Linked DNA regions of Sus scrofa: region 1 is linked to region 2. Evidence: chromatin contacts called from public Hi-C data. All regions are on one chromosome and are shown on one strand. Each heading gives the region's core, a stretch centred on a gene start, on an enhancer-like site or on the middle of the called end of the contact. The rest is flanking DNA. Distances are from core to core; before and after follow the strand shown.

Region 1 (4,762 bases), core at 2,056-4,555, 210 kb before region 2:
TGGGTGGGAGTGGAAATGGATGCCCTGACATTTTAGGGGATGGGCTGGAATTGGGCGGGGTGGGGGGAGGGCTAGGCAGCCAAGGGCAACGTGCCATGGACCCCGCTGAAATCAAGAGAGGCTTGAGAACCATTTCCCACACCTGCAGAATGATACGGGGCCACTTCCTTAAGTTCTCTGAGCTTCAGTCTCTGCCTGATTTTAGGGGTGAGAACCCCACTGGTGCGGGCCAGCAGCCAGGCTCCTGGTGCAGTTGTGGTCACCACTGAAGACGTCTAGGGGGAGGGTGGGCTGCAGACGGAGGAAGGCAGTGTCTCTCCCAAGCTCAAAGTCCTTCGTAAATGGAGTTCCCCTTGTGGCACATCGGAAACGAATCCGACCAGGAACCGTGAGGTTGCGGGTTTGATCCCTGGCCTCGATTAATGGGTTAAGGATCTGGCGTTGCCATGAGCTGTGGTGTAGGTCACAGACGTGGCTTGGATCTGATGTTGCTGTGGCTCTGGCGTGGGCTGGCAGCTGTATCTCTGATGGGACCCTTAGCCTGGGAACCTCCATATGCCACAAGGGTGGCCCCAAAAAGCAAAGTCCTTCCCAGAAAGGGGTTCACGTGCATGTTTTTTTTCCAAACACTGTGGTCATCTGTCTGGATAGAGTCCTTAGAAGATGGCAAAGCTGAGGCATGGGGGGCAGTATCCCACGTGGACTCCTTTTCCTCCCCCTTTTCTTGACTTTGCAGGTGATCGGCCTTTAACTAGCCCTGCTCTGCATGGCTCCTTTTCTCCCCACCTGTACTCTGAGCGGGAACCCACCTGCGTTATACTGGGCTGGCCTGGCCATCCCTAACTGGGGCTTAGGGCTGGGGGTAGATGTGGCCCAAGGAGAAGGGGGCCATCCCCCAAGTTCCACTGACTCGGCGGATGGAGAATGAAAGTTGGTCATTGAACTGGCAAGTCATTTAACACATTTTTTAAAAGATGAAAACAAATCCATTAATACAGCAGAAGGCCAAATGCGCTTGAGTTTGAAAAAATAAGAGGCTTGAGAGAAGTGAGGGGGGAGGTGGTGGCCGGAGCCCATGCGGGTGGTGCTTGCTCACTGCCTCGGCTCTTAGCGGATAGGGAGAGGCAGCCGAAGAGGAACTGGCTTCTGGTTTCTGCCTCAGCCATCCCTGGACCTGGCCCGTGGTGATGCCTCAGTAAACCTTTGTGACTTAGACTTTTTTTTTTAAATTGTGGTAGAACATGCCCAAAAGGTACCATTTAAACTATGTTTAAGTGTATGGTTCAGTGGCATTAAGTCATCGGATTCTGGAAGATTCAAGAATCCAACTTGAAAAAGTGGGCCTTGCTGCGGCATGGTGTTTCAGGGTTGCAAAGTGCTTTCTCTCCCACTTGCTCTTCATGATTCTGTGACTATGAAGTTATTATCCTCATTTTGCAGAGAAGAAAAGCATCACGGAGAGAGGCTGAGGTTGAACAGGCCACATAGCAACACAGCCATTCATAGCATTATTCACAACAGCCAAAAAGTGAAACCAATCCAATTGTCAAGTTATCCATTTCTCCACTGATGAATGGGTAAACAAAATGTGGCCTCCCCATACTGTGGAATACTATCCAGCCATAAAAAAGAAGGAAGTACTGATACATGCTATTGCATGAACGCTCCTCGCAAACATTGAGGGAACTAAACCAGTCGCTATAGGCCACCTATTGTATGATCCTATATTTATATAAAATGTCTGGAAGACGCACATCTGTAGAGACAGAAAGTAGGTTAGTGGGTGCCTGGGGCTGGCTTCAAAGAGGTATGGGGTTTCTTTTGGGGGTGATGAAAATGTTCGAAAATTAGCTTCTGCTGATGGTTGCAGAACTGCAAATACACTAAAACACATTTCATTATACCCTCTAAGTGGGTGAATTTTATAGTATGTAACCTATATCTCAGTAACTTTGTTAAAAAACAAATGCTGCCAAGCTGCTTAAGAGTTCCGGTTGCTCCACATCTTCGTCAGCACTTGGCATCGTCTGTCCTTTTGTTTTAGTCCTTCTAACTGATAGACGGTGGTCTTCCTTCCTGATTTTAATAGCATGTTCCCTATGGCTGACGACATCGCACATCTCATGTGCTTGCTCGCCGCTCACATAGCTTCTCTGCTGAGTTGTTCATGTCTTCCCCCCACCTTAAAAATGAGATTGTTTTCTTATCGTTGAATTCTGAGAGTTCTTATTTTTTCTTTTTTTCTTTTTAGGGCCGCACATGCAGCATGTAGAAGATCCCAGACGAGGGGTCGAATCAGAGCTGCATCTGCGACCTACCCCACAGCTCACAGCAACGCTGAATCCTTAACCCACTGCGTGAGGCCAGGGATCGAACCCACATCCTCATGGATACTAGTCGGGTTTGTAACCTGCTGAGCCACAACAGGAACGCCTTTCTTTTCTTTTTATGGCTGCACCTGCGGCATATGGAAGATCCTAGACTGGGGGTCAAATCAGAGCTGCAGCTGCTGGCCTGCTCCACAGCCACACCAGAACCGAGCTGCATCTGTGTCCTATGCCACAGCTTGTGGCAATGCTAGATCCGTAACCCTCTGAGTGAGGCCAGGGATCAAACCTGCATCATTATGGACACTATGTCAGGTTCTTAACCCAGTGAGCCACAGTGGGAACTCTGATGAGAGTTCTTTATATTGTATGGATAGAAGTATATTGTTGAATATGTAATTTGCAAAAAAAAAAAAAAAATTCCCCCCACTTGTAGGTTGTCGTTTCATTCTCTTTATTGTCAATGTTTCTAATTCTAGCCATTCTGGTAGGTGCATTGTGGTATCTCATTGTGGTTTTAATTTGCATCAAATCATCTTTTAGTCTGGCGTGTGGAGTCTTGGTTCCACAGCAGCTCTGGCTGTGTGTGCAACACACTTTACACACAGGGTCTTTTTAGTGAGGGGGAGACGCTCATTATTTTTTCTACCTGCAAGGTTTTAAGAGATTCAGTGACTGGCTCAAGGTCACAAGGCTCCCGCGTAGGGGGTGGGGCCAAGATTGGAACCCAAGTCCATCGTCTTAGAGGCAGTTGCCTCTTTGGAGCTGTAATCTGCTTTGACCCTCACCTTCAGTGCTCCTGGTAAAAGCAACAGGCTGACTTCACTCCAGCAAGCTGCATTCCTTTATGTCATGTCACGAGAAGTTGAGAAATGCCAAGGAGGGTGACTAATAAATGCTCCATTTATCTGACTCCCATCATTCCCAAGGGCCCTCCTTACCTCCATCCCTGACGTAGCAGTTCCCAGGGAATTGCCACATTCCCTAGCTGCTGTCATTGTGGCCGTTCCCACCTTGTAATTATGAGCAGAGTCAGCCTCGGACGGGGGGAGAGGCCTCGAGTGGTGAGTCATCGCAGGGACCCATCACCCGGGGACGAGGGCCTCTGGGCTGTCTGGAGACGCCTTTCAGTGTCCACAAGCACCTCCTGGGCACCAGATGGCTTCTCGACACTGGGGATGTGACGTTCGTGGTCCCTGCTCTCTGAAGCACAGACAGAGGAGAAACAAACGAGCCCCATTTAAGTCTTCGCTCAGATGTCCCTTCTCAGAGAGGCTTCCCTGACTGCCTCATCTAATGTGACATCCTGGTCACTCCCTAACCCCTTACCCTGCCGTATTGTCCTCAGGAACTTAGCAGTATTAGAGTCCGCAGAAATGAATGCTCTTTGGCGGGCTAACGAATGCTGTTCTGGGTCCCGAGAAAAAGATGGCACGTGGTGGGTGTTCAGTAAATGCGGAATGAGTGAGTGAACTAAACACATGAGGCAACTGCTTTTCACCGCGATAATTACTATGATGAAATTAAGTCAGGATGCCATTAGGGAGACTGAATAGAGTGGGGCGGGGATGAAGGGGGAGGACGGTGTATGGCTATTTTAGACTTGGTGACCAGGACAGTGTCCTCGAGTGGGTGGGTTTTGTGCTTAAATCTGAACAATGAGGGAAGCCAGCATTCATAGGTATGAGAAGAGAATGTTCCAGGCAGAGGAAATCGCACTTGCAAATGCCCTGAGGCAGGAAGGGTTTGGTATATTGAGAAAGAGAAAGAAGAGCAAATGGCATCCAGTGCTGATGAGTGGCAGGAAGTCAGAATTGTTTTCTAGTAGGAAGACATCCATTTGCCCTCCTGGGTCTTTCGCCACCATCCAGAGCTCACTGTCCTCTGACCGTTCCAGGCCAGCTTTGTGGACTTGCTGGGGCTCCCATAGCCAGAGATGCCCATGGCTCACACCCCAGACCACACTGCTTTCCCCAAGTATGACTGATTTCTTTCTTCAGGTCCAGGGCTGTGGCTTTTAGTAGTTGGATCAACCTCATGAAAAAGCTCTGTTAATTCCACTGAGCTGAAGAAGTAAATGCCTTTCAAAAAGGAGGCTTCTGAGAACCACACGGCTTCCAAATGGGAGTGTGTATGCTGTGTATGCTATGTCTGCCACCTGTATTGTCTCGTTGCGTCCTCGCAGTAGCCATGTGGCTTAGGTTGAATTAAACTCGTCTGACAGATAAGGACAGCAAGATACGCTTATATTCCAGACCTGGCTTATTAACTTATTAACTGTGAAATGCTGGGGAAATCATATACTCTGGGCCTGAGATTTTTCCTCTCTGGAATGAGCATGTGTCTGTGAGTGTTCATGTGTCCAGTCCCTAATGGATAATACTTGTCATGAGAAATAAATGTGATGTATGGGAAATGCCCGGCTTGGTTCATGA
Region 2 (5,066 bases), core at 2,515-5,014:
TCCCTGACCTGCCCCTCCGCACACACACACCACCGGTGTGTGGAAGGAGCCAGTGTGAGAGTGTCTGGTGCAGAGACCTCACTCAGGCCTCACTAGTTGAGTCTGTATGGAAGGTGGCCGGTGGCCTGTAGCCCTGAGCTGGCCTCGGGGGCCGGCGGGTGGCGATGCTCCTGATGTACCATAATGCCGTGGAAAACCCTGGAAACCCAAAGATGGTGGAAGTGAACCTGCCTTGGCGAGTGCCTGGGCCAGGTGCTCGCACACCTGTGTGCTCACCTGCCCCAAAGCCTCCTGGAGACTTCTCATCCCGGCAGCCTCAGCACACAGCCGGGGAAACTGAGGCCTGGATAACTGGCTAAGAACCCCCTCCATTCATGTGAGCAAGCCCCAAGATTTATTGGGACTGAACTGGATAAGAGAGCCCTGGACAGGATTTCCTGGTGTTGAATGTGTGTCCTGGCTACAGCGGGGGAGAGCTCACGTTCCAGCAGGAGACAGACTGTAAACAGAAGGCGCAGAAGGGATGGAGTAAGTGGGGGGGGGCAGGTTAGGGGAGGCGCTGGAGTAGGCGGGGGACGGAGCAGGGAGGGCGGCAGGCGGTGGGATGGCGAGTCCTCAGCATGTGCCTGGACCACACGAATCGTGTCACTGGAACCACGGCCAGGAAGGGCAGCCACCCTGCGAGGTAGGACTCCCCTGTTTTTCAGGTGAGGCTGGGGGCTCAGAAAGGCCCCCTGCTGATGAGCACACATCAGGAAGTGGCAGAGTTAAGATCTGAACCCAGGTCTGTGTGCCTCAGGCACATGTACGCATCAGGCTGCCCCTCCCCCCAGAGGGGACCACGAGGCCACAGGGGGTGTGACCCCTGAATCTCAGATCTTTGGGGTCACAGTGCTACACTGGAGGCTATCCCCGTTCCCCCAGAAGAGAGGAGGAGAAGCAGGTGCCTCCTCAGATGCGTGGGGAGAACCGATCACGGAGATTTGTTTTGAGGGTCTACACCCCTGAATCTGGCCATGAACCCATGCCTTCGCCTGTGGCTATTGTGAGCCTCAGGAATCCAACTTCCTTCCACGGTCAGGTGGCCGGGCGGGGAGCCCACGGTGCCCCCTAAGTGGGCACAGCTGTCAGGCGTCCCTCTTTAGAAACATTCACGTTTCCGAGACACTAAATCCTTTCCTTCCTAATGAGCATTTCCCCCCACACATCCGAGTCGGAACAGATACATCCTCCCGGCCCAGCCAAGGCAAAGTTTGGGCAGAAATTTCCCTGATGCTGAATCCTGGGGCGCATTCTAAGGTGAAGAGGAGGCCCCTGGGAGCTGGAGCCAGGCTCTCCGTGGAGCCCTACTGCCCCCTAGAGGGCGGGATCCCAGAGCCCAGGTGGGGGGGACCTCCTGCAGCTCCTCTGCTTCTCTGCCCCTCCTCCCCTTCTCACCCCAGAACAACCTTTAGCCTGACCTCTGTCCATCCCCGGAGTCAGCATGACGTAGGGGACCCCTGGCTCCACTGGCCGGTCCCAAGGATCCAACTTGCTCTGCCCCAAGTGGCAGCCAACATCCACAGGTACTTCTGCCCAGCCTGGGTGAAGACCATAAAGCCCTAAACCCCCCCAAAAAACACGGTGCCCCAGGCCCCAAACCTGATTCAAACAAGCCTCACATTAAGCTGTAAAATGAGGAAGGTGGAAGGCGCAGAGTTTTGCGTGGTGACGACCTCTGGGCCTCGTTTGGTTTTTTAAAATAAATATCCCTCAAATTATGAACAAAATGTTTGGGTGCATGGCTCTGCCCATGCGCCAATAATGTTAACATTTAAGGATTCTTTTCGGAGGATTCGCTCCTGCCTATTCAGCGAGTCCCAGGAACTCTGCAGGTGTGAAGGCTCCCCGTAGGTTCACTCACTGAGACCTCAGGATGATGGTTCTAGGCGGTTGTGTGGCTGCTGTCCCTGTTTTATAGGCTATGAAAGCGAGGCGCAGAGGGATGAAGCCACTGGCCAAGGTTGCATGGCCAAGAAGTGAGAGAGAGGCCCCAACCTGGTCCTTCTCAGCATCCAGGGTCCAGCTTCAGTGTCCCCTCTTCTGAGAAGCCTTCCCTGAGCCCCCACCCCAGCTGGAGCTGCTCTGCTCCACCTGCCCCCAGTGCTGCTGGTCTAGCCCCTCCTTGGCTTCCTTTGCAGCTCCACCTGCAGCGGCAGGGGTGGGGGGCGGGGGTGTGTGTGGGGCTCTGTTCTGGTTGGGTCTGCCGCCCCCAGTGCAAAGGCAGATCCGTGTGGGCAGGAACGGGATCTGTCTGCCTGGCTTCCGTATCCCCAGCAGCGTGCCCGGCACGTGGAAGGGGAGGTCCCTCAACATGTGTGGAATGAATGAATGAATGAATGAATGAAGACGTACAGCTCCTATTCTCAGCAAGCGCCCACCCCCTGGAGGGAAATGGGCCTTTCTGTGGAGCAGGTTGAATGGCACCTGCCCCCGATCCCGATGTCCTCCCGGAACCTGTGAGATGGCACCTTATCTGGAAAAAGCGTCCATGGGGATGTAATGAAGTTAATAATCTCAAGATGAGCTCATCCTGGATTACTGGGGGTGGGGGGAGATCCAGTGACAAGGGTCCTTATGAGAGGAGGGAAAGGCACAGACACAAAGAAGGCCACACGAAGATGGAGGCAGAGACTGGGGTTCTGCTGTGACAAGCCAAGGGACATCTGAAGCCACCAGAAGCTAGAAAAAAAAAGGTGATGAAAGATTCCTCCGTCGATAGAGCCTTTGGAGGGAGCCTGGCCCCGCTGACGCCTCGACTCAGGACTTCAGCCTCCGCGTCTGTAAGAGAACAGATTTTGGTTGTTTCAGGCCCCTGGCTTGTGGCAACTTGTTATGGCAACGCCGGGGAAGAACGCCCTGAGCAGGCACAGGTGGTTTATCAACATGCGAACACCCCACAGAGGGGCGCACAGGCCTGGCCACGAGGGGTGCCAGCCGAGGGCCCTCTGGGGTGGGGGGTGCTCAGCCCTCCACGCCTTTCCTGGCAGAGATGCGAGACACCCGCCCCCTCGCAGTATCGGTCACTGCTCTGCTATGACCCATCGTCCCCGTCTAGGCTAACCCACCTTGTGGATGGCCTAGAACTGCCAAAGGGAGCAACCCTCTTACCCGCAGGTGTGCAACTCACCTAAGCGCACAGGTGCTCGCTCCCCTCCTGCGCAGGCCCTCCCCTTCCAGCCTGCCCTTCGCCAAAGCCCCTCCCGCTGGGAGCTTTCCAGAACCCCCTGCTTGGAGGTGCTTCTCTCTCCCCCTTGGGTTCTTCTGGCCCGAGTCCTTCCAGCCACCGAACTTCGGGAATGACCACGGCCTGCCCCACCTGTCTCTACCCGCCACCTGGCACAGAGTAGAGGTGCAGCAGGTAACAGGGACCGTGTCCTCGGTCAGCCTCGTGCTCTGCTGCCCTCCACCCCTGTGCCACCCACCTCTCACCCCCCCTTTCCTGTCACCGACCTCAGACCCCACTCAGGCCCCGCCCACTACCTCTGGCTGCCCTCTCCCACCTCACCGGGTACCAGGTTCACAGCCTCGGGGCTGAGCAGGCTTTGCCTGGCGGCTTCCAGTTCCTAAGGAGACCTCTGACTCCACCCACTAGATTGTCCCGCCCAGGTGGGTCAAGGGCATTGATCTTAGACCCCAACCTCCCAGCTTCTGAGCGGTACCTGACAATGCCACTCAGCCTGTAGACTCCCGCCCGACGGGAAGCGCCGAGGATGGATGACTCCCTGTGATCCGCATGGACCATAATAAGGACTCGATAACATTAGCCAGTGTCCTGGGCGATGACGACCTCGATGGGGACACTCTCATCACCCCCAGCTGGCCCCAGGTCACTACGGGGATCCGGGCGCATGCCGGGGACAACATCCCAGCCTTGGTCCAGGCCAGCGATACCCCCGAGCGCCGTGTGGGAAGGCGCTGGTCCTGGACGTGGTCCACGCTGTCCTTTCTCATTCGGAGTCGGTTTCTGTGGTGCCGGCAGATGTTTTCAAAATGATGCGCGCATACTTCTGAGGTCAACTTCTAATCAAAAACGACTTCTAGACGGTGCCCTGGTTTAAAAAGAAAGAAAGAAGAAAACGAGTGAGTCATCCTCCAAACCATTTGAATGAAACAAAGACACAACAAGCCCTCTGCTTTCCTCTTGCGCCAGAACGGATTACCTCAGTCCTGCAGAGACGCAGCTGGAGGGAATTAAAGGGGATCTCGGGTTCCCCAGATAGTGCAGGCGGCACGGCCGGCCGCGTGACTCACGGCCGGAGCCGCAGGGAAGGGGCGGCTCTGGGCAGAGTCTGGACCCCTCGGAGGGGCCGAGGCCTGGGCAGCGGCTCCAAAGGGGGCTCTGAGAGCCTGGCACCGAGGGGTAAGGGGCCTGGAGGCCAAGGGACTGCAGAGCCAGGAGCGGACAAGGGCTGAGGGTGGAGAGACCCTGACACTGCAGGGATCCCTCCTCCCCAATATCTTCCAGGGACCTGGGGAGGTGCTGCCAGACCCAGGCAGGGTTTTACAAGTGTCCCAGATGCCTGTAAGTATGATTCTAGGTGCAATGCCAGCAATCTCTTCTCTGGACTCCCCCAGGGTGCCACCATCCAACCCCCTTGCCCTCTGGGGGAGGGGCACGCAGCCATTTCCCAGGAGTCTGGGGGTTCCCTTCTGGAATGTTCCCGGGCCAGGAACTGAATCCGAGCCTCAGCCGCAACCCGTGCCACACAGCAGCAGTGCCCAATCCTTAACCACGGCACGGGGTGGGGGATTGAACTTGTGCCTCCACTGTGACCTCAGCCACTGCAGTCAGATCCTTTACCCACTCTACCACAGTGGGAACTCCTCTAGTTTTTCTGATTTAACAGTATGTCCACTTCCACCTCTTGATTTATCAACTTTAGATGATATCAAACAATTCCTTCCAGTGAAAGATGAGGAAATTGGCATAGTTCCTCTGACTCCTGTACTTGTCCTCCTATGCGTGTCATTGTATTACTTTTACTTCATGGACCCTGAGGTCAGTATGCCTGAATTCAAATCCC

What was found. A called contact is a pair of places that touch in the nucleus more often than the background predicts.
Region 1: a contact with region 2 is called in a Hi-C map of embryonic fibroblasts, with 4 times the contacts expected there. The contact joins two enhancer-like sites. A contact is called at or near these places in 31 of 47 Hi-C or Micro-C datasets (adipose tissue, alveolar macrophages, blood and 16 more) and 1 of 2 datasets of contacts at active chromatin or transcription factors (skeletal muscle).

Annotation. Positions count from the first base shown.
Region 1 is chr17:52,927,379-52,932,140 of Sscrofa11.1, reverse strand. No RefSeq gene overlaps it. Among named protein-coding and RNA genes, the nearest start is that of NFATC2, 40 kb to the right of the region's middle. Within about 2 kb of position 3,305, at least 11 of the 83 cell types and tissues checked have an H3K27ac peak or open chromatin away from gene starts, as enhancers often do. A contact at or near this core is called in embryonic fibroblasts, where this site is marked.
Region 2 is chr17:52,715,624-52,720,689 of Sscrofa11.1, reverse strand. It overlaps LOC102168017 (a long non-coding RNA gene), which reads right to left. Exons shown (of 5, transcript XR_002340049.1): 4 at 3,702-4,091; 5 at 1-2,820. Among named protein-coding and RNA genes, the nearest start is that of NFATC2, 170 kb to the left of the region's middle. Within about 2 kb of position 3,764, at least 13 of the 83 cell types and tissues checked have an H3K27ac peak or open chromatin away from gene starts, as enhancers often do. A contact at or near this core is called in embryonic fibroblasts, where this site is marked.